2 separate regions of the Ovis canadensis genome follow, and region 1 is linked to region 2. The links are chromatin contacts, called in public Hi-C maps. All regions are on one chromosome and are shown on one strand. The core of a region is the stretch at or near the end of the contact, and the rest is flanking DNA. Distances in the headings are between cores, read along the strand shown. Region 1 has its middle 33 kb from the start of TRNAQ-UUG. Region 2 overlaps DCLK2 (doublecortin like kinase 2).

Region 1 (4,934 bases), core at 1,155-3,654, 250 kb after region 2:
CCCAGTACTGCAGTGTGGAATCTGTCAGTCTGGCCTTCTTGCCCATCTCAGTAATGTCTAAGCACCAGGGCAGTCAAGTCACCAGTCCCAAGTCTAATAGCTGTACTCTGTGTGTTTTTTCTTTATTCCAATTTGCCACTCTCTACCTTGCATTCCAGTTTCAGCTATTGGTGCTTGTGATATTTCCTGATATCTGATCCTGTATATCTTGCAACCCTAGTCCATATCTCTGTCTGTCTTGGACAGCATCCTGCCTTCTTCTGACCATTCCTTCCAGTCCTGTGAGAAGATCCCCACACCTATGGCCTGTTTGCTAGGATCTCCACTTATTTCTTTCCCAGAAGATTTTTCTATGTATGACACTCTGTTTGAATGGGAAAAGACTCACGATGTGTTAAGTAAAAAGAGTATATTTTCAAATGGGATGTCATGAATAATCCAAATTTTACTTATATTTGTATGAACACATGGTGGGGTATGAAGACTGGAATTATGCATATCAATATATGATTGATAATAGTGATTATCTCTGTGTGATTGAATCAAAATAATTTTATTTTCCTTTTGATATAGAAAAAAAAATTAAATTCCACACTAAATATGTGTTACTTTTGAAAAATGTGAAAGACTATCTAGTGAGCATATTGAAGATTTTGATGTTAATTGGCTTATTTTCTCTGTTTTGTAGCCTAGAAATTTCCATTTTTCCCCAGAAGTAAACCAAATAGAGAACCAGTAACGGAGATACACTCTGCCCTTGGCAATCTGCATGTGCAAATTTCAAGGCACACCACAGTCCATCCCCACTCGTGCTTCACTTAAATTATAGAACAGAGCTGTCAAAATAACCCCCTGAGATAAGCGGAGACACGGCTTTTCAATACCATCAGTCAGTCCAATGATTGAACTGGTTAAGATATCACTGTTTCATTTTGTAAACCGCATTATCTTTCTAGTGCTTCCTAGTTCTGAGAATTTCTTAAATGGCATGAAGATGTCAGTATACTGCACAGGAATGAGAAATTTAAAAAAGAAGTAGAGGGATCCAGTAAGATCACTTTTGGTGAACTATTCCCTCACCTCACTTGAAGGTCAGAAAAAAATTTAACAGCCATTGTTTATTGAGCATTTACTATGAGCCAGGAATTGTTCGAAGCATTTTACAGGGACGGTACAGCAGCAGCGGCAGCAGTGCCACTATTACCTCCGTTTTTATACGGGGAGAAACTGAAGCACAGAAAAGTTCGGTGTCAAGTCAAGATAAGATCCTCCACACACGGGCATGTCTCCCATCCAGGTTCATGAGCCTGGGAGCTGTATCAGTTATTCTATACCAGAGTCACAGGAACCAAGATCATTTGAATAAGGCACTTAAGAAGCGCCCCTAAGTAGAGGCTGCTCTCAACAAATTTTGTCATTTGTACTTCCTGAGGTAGAGGTCTTTGCAAACCTAACATTTATAGCTTATCAACAAGGCCACCAAAGCGAAACAAAGTATTCAACAAGTGTTTTGGAGTTAAATACCAGAAATTTCTGTTGTACCTGGGATATTCTATGTATGTGTTTTAAAATCAGATTTCAGATTCAAGAATTCTAATAATTCTAATTTTGTTTGTGAAATAAACAAGGATGAATATCATCTGAAGATGAACTCAGAAAGTTTTCCTTTCAGTAAAGAGGTGAAAGGAAATACGCTTCTCAGGCAACTGTAAAAGTCTTGTTCCTACTCAAGAAAGGACATGAAAAACCCATAAGACTCTTTCTCAAAAGAAAAAAAAAAATCTTTCAAATACCCAGAATTATTTAGTTTCTAATGTTTACCCCCTTCCCTTCCAAAATTGGCACTTTGTCACATACTCAGCAAAGACCCTCTGTGTTATCACACTTCTGGTAGGAGGGCATCATCCATCATCTCAAGTTACTATTGGTTTCTCACTGAGTCAAAGATGATACATAGTGAGGAACATAGGCTGTTTCTTATTACTCTGCTCTCCAGACGAGTTAGAGCAGTGCTAAGACACAAAGTGTGAGAGGACATTGAATTCTCAAGTGCTTACAGATTGAAACCTGGGTCATCTGTAGACCATAAGGCCAACGAGGCAATCACTGCTGTTAGCAGCAGCGTCAAGAAGTTCTACAGCCACCTCTATATCATGTCTTTATGTAGTATTGATCAAATGCCTCTATGGTGAGCCTCTTACCAGGATAATACCAAATCCTTAAAGAAGCCACTGTGTAAGGAGCTCTGCTGTCTTTTGTTGAGTTCACATGTCCCTGGACGTGTCTGTGAGCTGGAAAGACTGACTTTAAATACCAATGCCCTGCTTCTCCTGCCATAGGGGAAGCTGGATTATGCTTTACTATCCTGGCTGGAAAGACTGACATTTTATAGCTGCCTTGAGTCATCTTTCCCAGATGACTAAATAGACATTTGTGAGTTTCTCACACTGTCTCTCTCTTACACTGGGTGTGTCTGAGGAATTTAAATAACCATGTGTATGAGTTATCTGCTCCTAAAAGATGCCTTGTGTGGGAAAATTACATTGTTCCTCGGTGCCTTTGAGGGCTCAATAATAAACAAAGTGAATTCTAAAAGGAGATCTTCACATTACCTTAGCCATATGAGAAGAGGTATATCAAAGAAATTGTTTCTGTGAGAGTATTAGATAGAACCTATGTCTGGGAGCCTGGAATTGAGCTAGACCGTGAAATGAATGCTAAGTCATGTAGCTCACTATTCCATATTTATCAGACACCCATTACATGTTACCCTGGAGAAGGAAATGGCAACTCAGTCCAGTATTGCCTTGGAAATTTCATGGAAAGAGGAGCCAGGTGGGCTACAGTCCATGTGGTCGCAAAGAGTCAGACACGACTGAGCGACTGGACACACATACATTACATGCTAGGCTACTTGGTATATATCATAAATGCATTTATTTTAGGTGGTAAGAGACCCAGGCATCTTGATTATTGCAGAGAAAGGACTTTATTGGGCTTTGGTATATACCTGACCAAAAAAACCCCACATAAAACAGTGCTAGGTCATCTCAAACCTGTGCAATAAAATCACATCTCTGAGCCAGGTATTTCAATACTTTCATTTCTCGGAATTCTCTACTTTCTTTAATCCCAGTTCAATCATCTTCAGGGCTTCCCTGGTACCTCAGTCAGTAAAGAATCTGCCTGCAATGCAGGAGACCTGGGTTCAGTCCCTGGGTCAGAAAGATCCCTGGAGAAGGAAACTGCAACCCATTCCAATATGCTTGCCTGGAAAATGCTATGGACAGAGGAGCCTGGCATGGGGTCACAGTCCATGGGGTCACAGAGTTCAGATGTGGCTTAGCGTCGAAACCACCTATCACCTTCAAGCATGTGGTCACACAAAAGATAGCACAGATGCTTAAGGTAGGGTTGGATTTAACTTATTAGGTTTTTTTCCCACCATGGCCCCAAAAGTTTACTCATAGGATTAGGCACGATTATCCTGGGTTTGAATCCTAGCTCTGTATCCTAATCTGGGCTGACCACTTAGCCACCTGAACCTCAGTTTCCTCATCTACCAAATGATTAAACTAACACCACCACAGGGAATGCCTGTATGCTGGTGGGAATTACAATAACAGGCAATCTTTTAACTGAGTTTTAAAGTATGAATAGGCTTTCTCTAGGCAAAGAAAAAAGAATATTCCAGGAAGAGGGAATGCCATTTTCTTTTATGTGTGTAGTATTTATTAGTTGAAGCTACACTTTAAGGAGTCTTCAGCTGATGTAGTTTGGATTATGGACACATCCAGGGTGTATACACTGCCATTTAATCATGAGACTGTACTCTAGAGGAAGCTACTGCAAGCCTTCAATATTCTTTATCCCTGATCATCACTACAGGAAACATATAATATCCTTTATGCTAAATCAGTAGCCACTAATGTCATATATCGTAACTTAATAATCCCATATATATGGGATTATATAATGTTATATATTTATTATAATATATATTATATAGTTACATATACACTATACATATTTGTATGTATGTATACATATGCTATGCATACAGTATATACATATAACTATATACATATATATAGTTATTCAGTTACTATATATAAAATTAGTGGCTTCTTATTTATCATAAAGGATATTAGAAATGTTCCTTCAGTGGTCAGATTACTGGCATTCAGTGTATGTGTACTGATGAGTGTACTTTGGAGACATTCCTGCTTTGCATGAATAGAATATAGAAATTTAGCAAGATCTTTTTTACTCTTAAGAATTGTACCCCAGCTCCGATCACCAATCGGTTCTGGGTTTAATGGCTTATTCCTTTGATTCTTGGTTGCCAGAATCTGAGCGGATAGTTGAATCTGGCTACCAGGATTATTTCATTGCCTCAGGGAAATTTTCAAGGAAGATAATGTAGGCAAAGATCTCACTTCAGTGCAGTTCAAGTTAAACGCATGCTTTCTCTGTTTTATGCCTGCTTACTAATTAGAGTTGCGGAAGGATCTAACCAGAGACTCGCTTTCATTGTAACTAAGTAGCTGAGTTGTGCGAGAGCAGCGGATCTGCTTCCCATATTTTCTGGGGCTGTCATTGTCTACCAAGAGCACCTAAGAGCCGAGCGTGGTCAAGCTGCCTTAGGTTAACCTGGAGCAGATGTAAGGGCAGAGAGGCGTGAGAGCATCTGAGGCTTGGGAATAGCCAGGGGTTTAATCTGTCTGGAGCCTGGAAACATTGTGCGGGGGAGAATGCTTGTAAGAAGTGAGTTTAGAAAATAAGTTTGGGGCCACCTGGTGGAAGAGCCTTGTATTTCAGTCTAGTTAGTGCAAAGGCGACATCAGAAAATTTTGAGAAAGAGGACTTACGTGTGTTCAGACTTGTTTAGAGTCGTCTCTGGCTGCCATGAGGAGGCAGAGAGACCATTTTGA
Region 2 (5,464 bases), core at 2,041-4,540:
CAGAGTGGGAAGCAAGTCACTGGCTCTCTAGGCCACTGCAAAGCCTAGAAGAAAACTCAGGATGGGTTGCTGGAGTCAAGGTCAAAATCCAGGAGCAGAAGTTCAGTCTCACTCGGCAAGTAAGTGTAAGTGTTAGTCACTTAGTCGTGTCCGACTCTTTACGACCCCATTGACCGCAGCCTGCCAGGCTCCGCCATCCATGGGATTTTCCAGGCAAGAATAGTGGAGTGAGTTGCTAGTTCCTTCTCCAGCGGATCTTCCAGACCCAGGGACTGAATCCAGGTCTCTAGCATTGCAGGAAGACGCTTTACCATCTGAGCTACCAGGGAAGCCCAGTACTAGAGTGGGTGGCCTCTTCCTTCTCCAGCAGATCTTCCCGACTCAGGAATTGAACCGGGGTCTCCTGCATTGCAGGCAGTTCTATACTAACTGAGCTACTAGGGAAGCCCTGATCACTTGGCAAGGATGCAATGTTTCAGCCCCACGTGCTGCTCAGGGTGCTCACGTGGGACCCTGCCCAGCCTCCTGCACAGGAGCCTGGCCACACTACCAGCCCTCCAGGCTCTGCAATGGTGAGCGTGGCATTCCCAGAAACAGGTGATTCAGGGCAGTGTCCAGAGACAGCCTCTGGGGCTGTGTGACGAGGTGGCTGCCTCACTCCTGTTCTAGGAAGAAGGGCAGAGTCTGTGAGCTCTGTGAACGTTCATCACATCAAACCAAGCTGAGCGGAATCGACACTTGTGCTTCGTGACGTCAGGCAGCACTCAGAGTGGTGGCTGCAAGCCCTGCTCCCCGAGAAACTGATGCTCTTCGAGTGAGCACAGGCTGTTCTTTTCCAGGTGTTTGATGTTCCTTCCTTTTCACTGTCACCTCTCTACTGACTTAATTCAGCTCATCTCTCCTTAAAAATGAATAAAGAATGTGCCTGAAAACACAATGGGATTTTATAGAAACTTTCAGAAAACCAGAGGACCCCAGGAGACAATGTTAGAAGAAGATATATCAAGTCACCCATTTCCAGAACCGTTCTTTTTAGCCATTCCTCTCTATGGTGGCATGCATTTCCCTCGTGGTCTTCTTCTGGAATCTCAAATAGCTTCTGTTGATACACACGGTCTTTATTTTGTTAACAAACAGCTAAAACATTGGGTGTGTGTCTGCAGGATTTAGGTTCTTGGCAAAATAGCCTGAGTCAACAGCACAAGCCCAGGATTTGGGCAACTAGAGGAGCACCCTGAGGACCCGTGCTGTGAACTGCGAAAGCCCTGGTGTTCCGGCGGTCCTCACGAGAGCAGACCTGTGGAGAAGGCACCCTTCTCAGTCATCACAGAATAAAAGTCCCTCTGATTAAATCTCCCCTGGGTGGGTTAACACATGTATACACTAGTCTGGCTGAGATGCTTCAGTGAGTGAAGTCACTCAGTCGTGTCTGACTCTTTGCAACCCCATGGACTGTAGCCTACCAGGTTCCTCCATCCATGGGATTTTCCAGGCAAGAGTACTGGAGTGGGTTGCCATTTCCTTCTCCAGGGGATCTTCCCGACCCAGAGATTGAACCCGGTCTCCTGCATTGCAGGCAGAAGCTTTACCATCTGAGCCACTTTTTAATTCTCAAACAGTATAGTGCTGTAAGTCTGGAAGTGCCAGTAAGAAAAACTCTGAAAACAGCAAAAGACTCTATGTACACACTCTTTCCAGTGCAGAGGTGTTAAAGGTGAAAAATGTTGTAAGCTATTTCACAAATGATGTGCAAAACATTTCACTTAAAGGGGGTAGGGGTATGTGTTTAAGGGTAACATCAAATATCTCAGGATCGTCAGGCAAGTATTATTTGTTATCAGTGGCCCTAAGAACAGACTTCCTTAGGCAATACCTAAACCCTGGAAAAGCAACATTCTTCTCAGTAACAATGAAATGTTACATGTCAGCCTAGAACTAATGCCTGAAAATCCTGAAAAAAGAATGGGAAATGCTAGAGGTAAAGAAGCTCAAACTGTCAATTCCAAGGAACAATTTTAATTAAAAAGCTTTGGGTTCAATTAATCTTTTTTAGAAAACAATGAAAATATTTCGAGATATCTGTGGAAAGACTTTTATTTTAGAAGCAAATTTATGCAGATTTGCTTAATCTTAAACCATAGTCATTTATCATTATTTAAAGGACCATTTCCATAGTTTGATATATATATGATATATAAAATATGTAAATATTTTATATTATAGGTTATAAAATCTACCCAGAATGTCTCTCTATGCTATGAAGATGCGTCCACAACTACCATGTAACATAATAAATTCTCTTTCATCACAACATGATATGAGAGAGGAAAACATTTTCAAAGGTAAGCTATCTAGAGTTATAGGACCAGCTTCTGAATATAACCTCTAAGGCAGCAGCTTTCAGAATGTACTTCTACTGCTTCTGATTAGCCAGACTGATCTGAAGATTCCACAGAGAGACCAAGGTAACAAGTAACAATAGATACGCATTGTTAATTCGAGTCTCTCTTTTGTTAAACAGTAAGAAGGAAGTCAAAGAAAAAACCTTCTAGGCTGCACTGGCGAGTGGAAACACTAGAGGGAGTTGTGAGCACACAGTCCTCCACAACCGCTCCTCCATGCCTTTTTCCAACTGCTCTCAGCTTGGGTTAACCAAGGAGGGAAACTGCTGTAAACGGCCCTTGGATTTGTCGGTGGTGGTTGGTCGCTCAGGTGTGTCTGACTCTGCGATGCTATGGACTGCAGCCCGGCAGGCTCCTGTCCATGGGATTCTCCAGGCAAGAATACTGGAGTGGGTTGCCATTTCCTTCCCCAGTGGCTAATCCTGACCCAGGGATAGAACCTGCATCTCCTGCATTGGCAGGCAAGTTCTTTACAGAGTCACCAGGGAAGCCCCGGGCCCTTGGGTCACCTGCTATCAAACCGCACTATCCTCTGCACTTGACTGGTTCCCAAAGCAAGTCATCACTGAAACCAGTTGAAACCACAGGGCACCATGTGACTATAAAAATAGCCCCAAATTACTTCCCTCCTTCTATGAACACAAAATTCTCCTACATTTACCCCAGGCTTAGCTATTTGATTTCATTTGATCAATGGGACATTAATCAAGAAATGTGAAGCAAGCAGAGATCTGGACAGTACTCGGGCAGGGAACTTGCTCCCTCTTGCTGCTTTGAGGAAGCTGGCAGCACCACCACCACGTGAAGCCCACGCTAGCTCTCTGATGCTGGCGGGCACGTGGCTAAGTCAGACCTGCGGTCCCAGCTGACACCGAGCCGCTACCAGGCATGTGAGTGAGCCACACTGACCTCAGGCTCCCACTAAGCCAGCCCAGGGCAAGAGAATGAATGGCTCAGTCGATCCCCAGAATGATTCATACCCCTACTTTTAGAACAAATCTATCCTTCAGTAAAAACTAACAGATGTCATATCCTACAGTCTGAATAACCCACCTTGGCAATGACCTCAGTGGGAAACCAAGACGTTGATGGATGGCCAGACAGAAAGAGCCTTCCACCGAAAGAAACCCAAGCCATGCCACGAGGATGAGGTCCCGCTCCAATGTCGTATCTCATTAAACCTTTTGTGACGTCCAGTGCTCAGCTGAGCCTGCCCTCAACTTGGCATGACCTCATGCTCAGTTATTCTGCTTGATCAATATTCTCATGCTGTGTTTTCAAACCAATAAGCCTTTCAAAAGTAGAGACTGACATCTGTGTTACTCGTGTATTTAATGTAAGCAAAACAAAACCAAACCAAAACCAACTATTCATCTCAACTAAAAACTGATCATTAGGGGCTTCCCTGGTAGTCCAGTGGCCAAGACTCCACGCCCCTCATACAGGGGGCCCAGGTTTAACCTCTGGTCAGGGAACTAGACCCCACATGCCACAACCAAGACCCAGTGTTAAACGATATATTCTAAAAATAGATTATTTTTTAAAAAGATAAATGTCGTATCTTTGTACTTTTCTGTATGTTGGAAAGCTTTTATAATAAAAAGCTTTAATAAAAGCTTTTATAATAAAGCTTCTATAATAAAAAGCTTTTATAATAAAGCTTCTATAATAAAAAGTTTTATAATAAAATGTGGGAGGAGAGAGGGAAGAAATAGATTTATTTTTTCACTTACTGACTGACTACACTCTATAAACACTATGGCCTTACAGAATAGGTTTTGTTTCCCACTCAATTCCCAGAACGTAGATCGATGCCTGGCCCACCGTATAGCTACTCTACAAACAGTTGTAAAATGACCATAAGAGAAGATCAAAAGGAAAACAGCATTCAAGAAAAGTCAGAGGAAAATCATCAGACGTGCATCATCAGATTAACATCTGCTTCAAAGTGTTCGTGTGCTTCGGAGGGAGACGGCACTGGTTAAGAGAGACACTACGGTGAAGCCCCACATGGCCCCTGTTCATACACTGCTTGGAGGGGTCCCCACCACACACCCGGACCCCGTATGCGGCCATCTGTCCTCCCAGCAGGTGAGTGTATGGTTATGAAGGGTCAATCTGCCCTTCCCAGGCCTGTTAATGCCAAAAGTATTTGCAATGCTCCTTAACCAAATAGTATATAAATGGACAAAATTAATTGAAAAAGAACCAGTTCCCTGAGTCTACAAGAACCAGGTCAAATGCTCTGCAAAGTAAGTTGTTAAAAAACAGCTGTCAGATTAGGTAGAAGAGACAACCCTTAAGAACTAGAGAAAGTCTTACCTGGGAGGATCAGACTGCTTGGCGAGCATCTTTAAACCTCACTCCTCTTGAAAAAGACAGAATGGAAATCACAGACACTGGACTGCGGGGTGAGATTTACGGAGGAGTGGCCGTGGGAAACCCAGGGGACCAGGCACAGAGCAGAGGGCTGGGCCGCCTCAAAAGTGCGGACGCGAAATGTACATTAATAGGTTGTAAATTAAGATTAAAAAGTGAGCAGTATGTTTATACAATTTTTTTACCGACATTTTTATTGACCTGTTTCCGGTCCTGATTGCCAGGAGTAGAATGTCTGCTTCCTGATCAAAGGGAGAGAGTTTACAGTTCAAAGATGGTCACTAGAAGAGCCACTGACCTTCGGAAGGGAGGGAAGCCACAGAGCAGTATGTACGTGATCACGCCAGCTGCCCAGACGTCCACCTTCAGGCCATAGCTGGGGAAACAGAGCGGGCGGGAGGAGAGACAGGACGCTACTCCCACGAACCCGCCACAGGACTGGGGCACGTGCCTTCGTTTGTTAGGGGAAAAGGCCTTTTAGTACCAGACCCCTCGTTTCATGCAGATGAATGAACTACTCTTTGGACAAGGTGTCTGCTCTTCTCCCAAGCTTGCCATTATCTGGATTCCAAGACTGGCCTTGGGACAGAGGTCCAGGCCCAGGGCTCTTGGAAGTACAAGCACAAGCTGGAGCTCCTGGTATCAAAGTCACGGTGCAGGGATCAGCCTCTCCCGCCCCCCGT

What was found. Hi-C and Micro-C count contacts between places; a contact is called where the count stands out from the background.
Region 1: a contact with region 2 is called in a Hi-C map of fibroblasts, with 7 times the contacts expected there. The contact joins two enhancer-like sites. A contact is called at or near these places in 2 of 2 Hi-C or Micro-C datasets (fibroblasts and lung).

What each region holds. Positions count from the first base shown.
Region 1 is chr17:18,224,452-18,229,385 of ARS-UI_OviCan_v2, forward strand. No RefSeq gene overlaps it. Among named protein-coding and RNA genes, the nearest start is that of TRNAQ-UUG, 33 kb to the left of the region's middle. Within about 2 kb of position 2,405, the one cell type or tissue checked has open chromatin away from gene starts, as enhancers often do. A contact at or near this core is called in fibroblasts, where this site is marked.
Region 2 is chr17:17,975,106-17,980,569 of ARS-UI_OviCan_v2, forward strand. DCLK2 (doublecortin like kinase 2) reads right to left here. Exons shown (of 18, transcript XR_011249771.1): 13 at 5,080-5,157. Among named protein-coding and RNA genes, the nearest start is that of TRNAS-GGA, 120 kb to the right of the region's middle. Within about 2 kb of position 3,291, the one cell type or tissue checked has open chromatin away from gene starts, as enhancers often do. A contact at or near this core is called in fibroblasts, where this site is marked.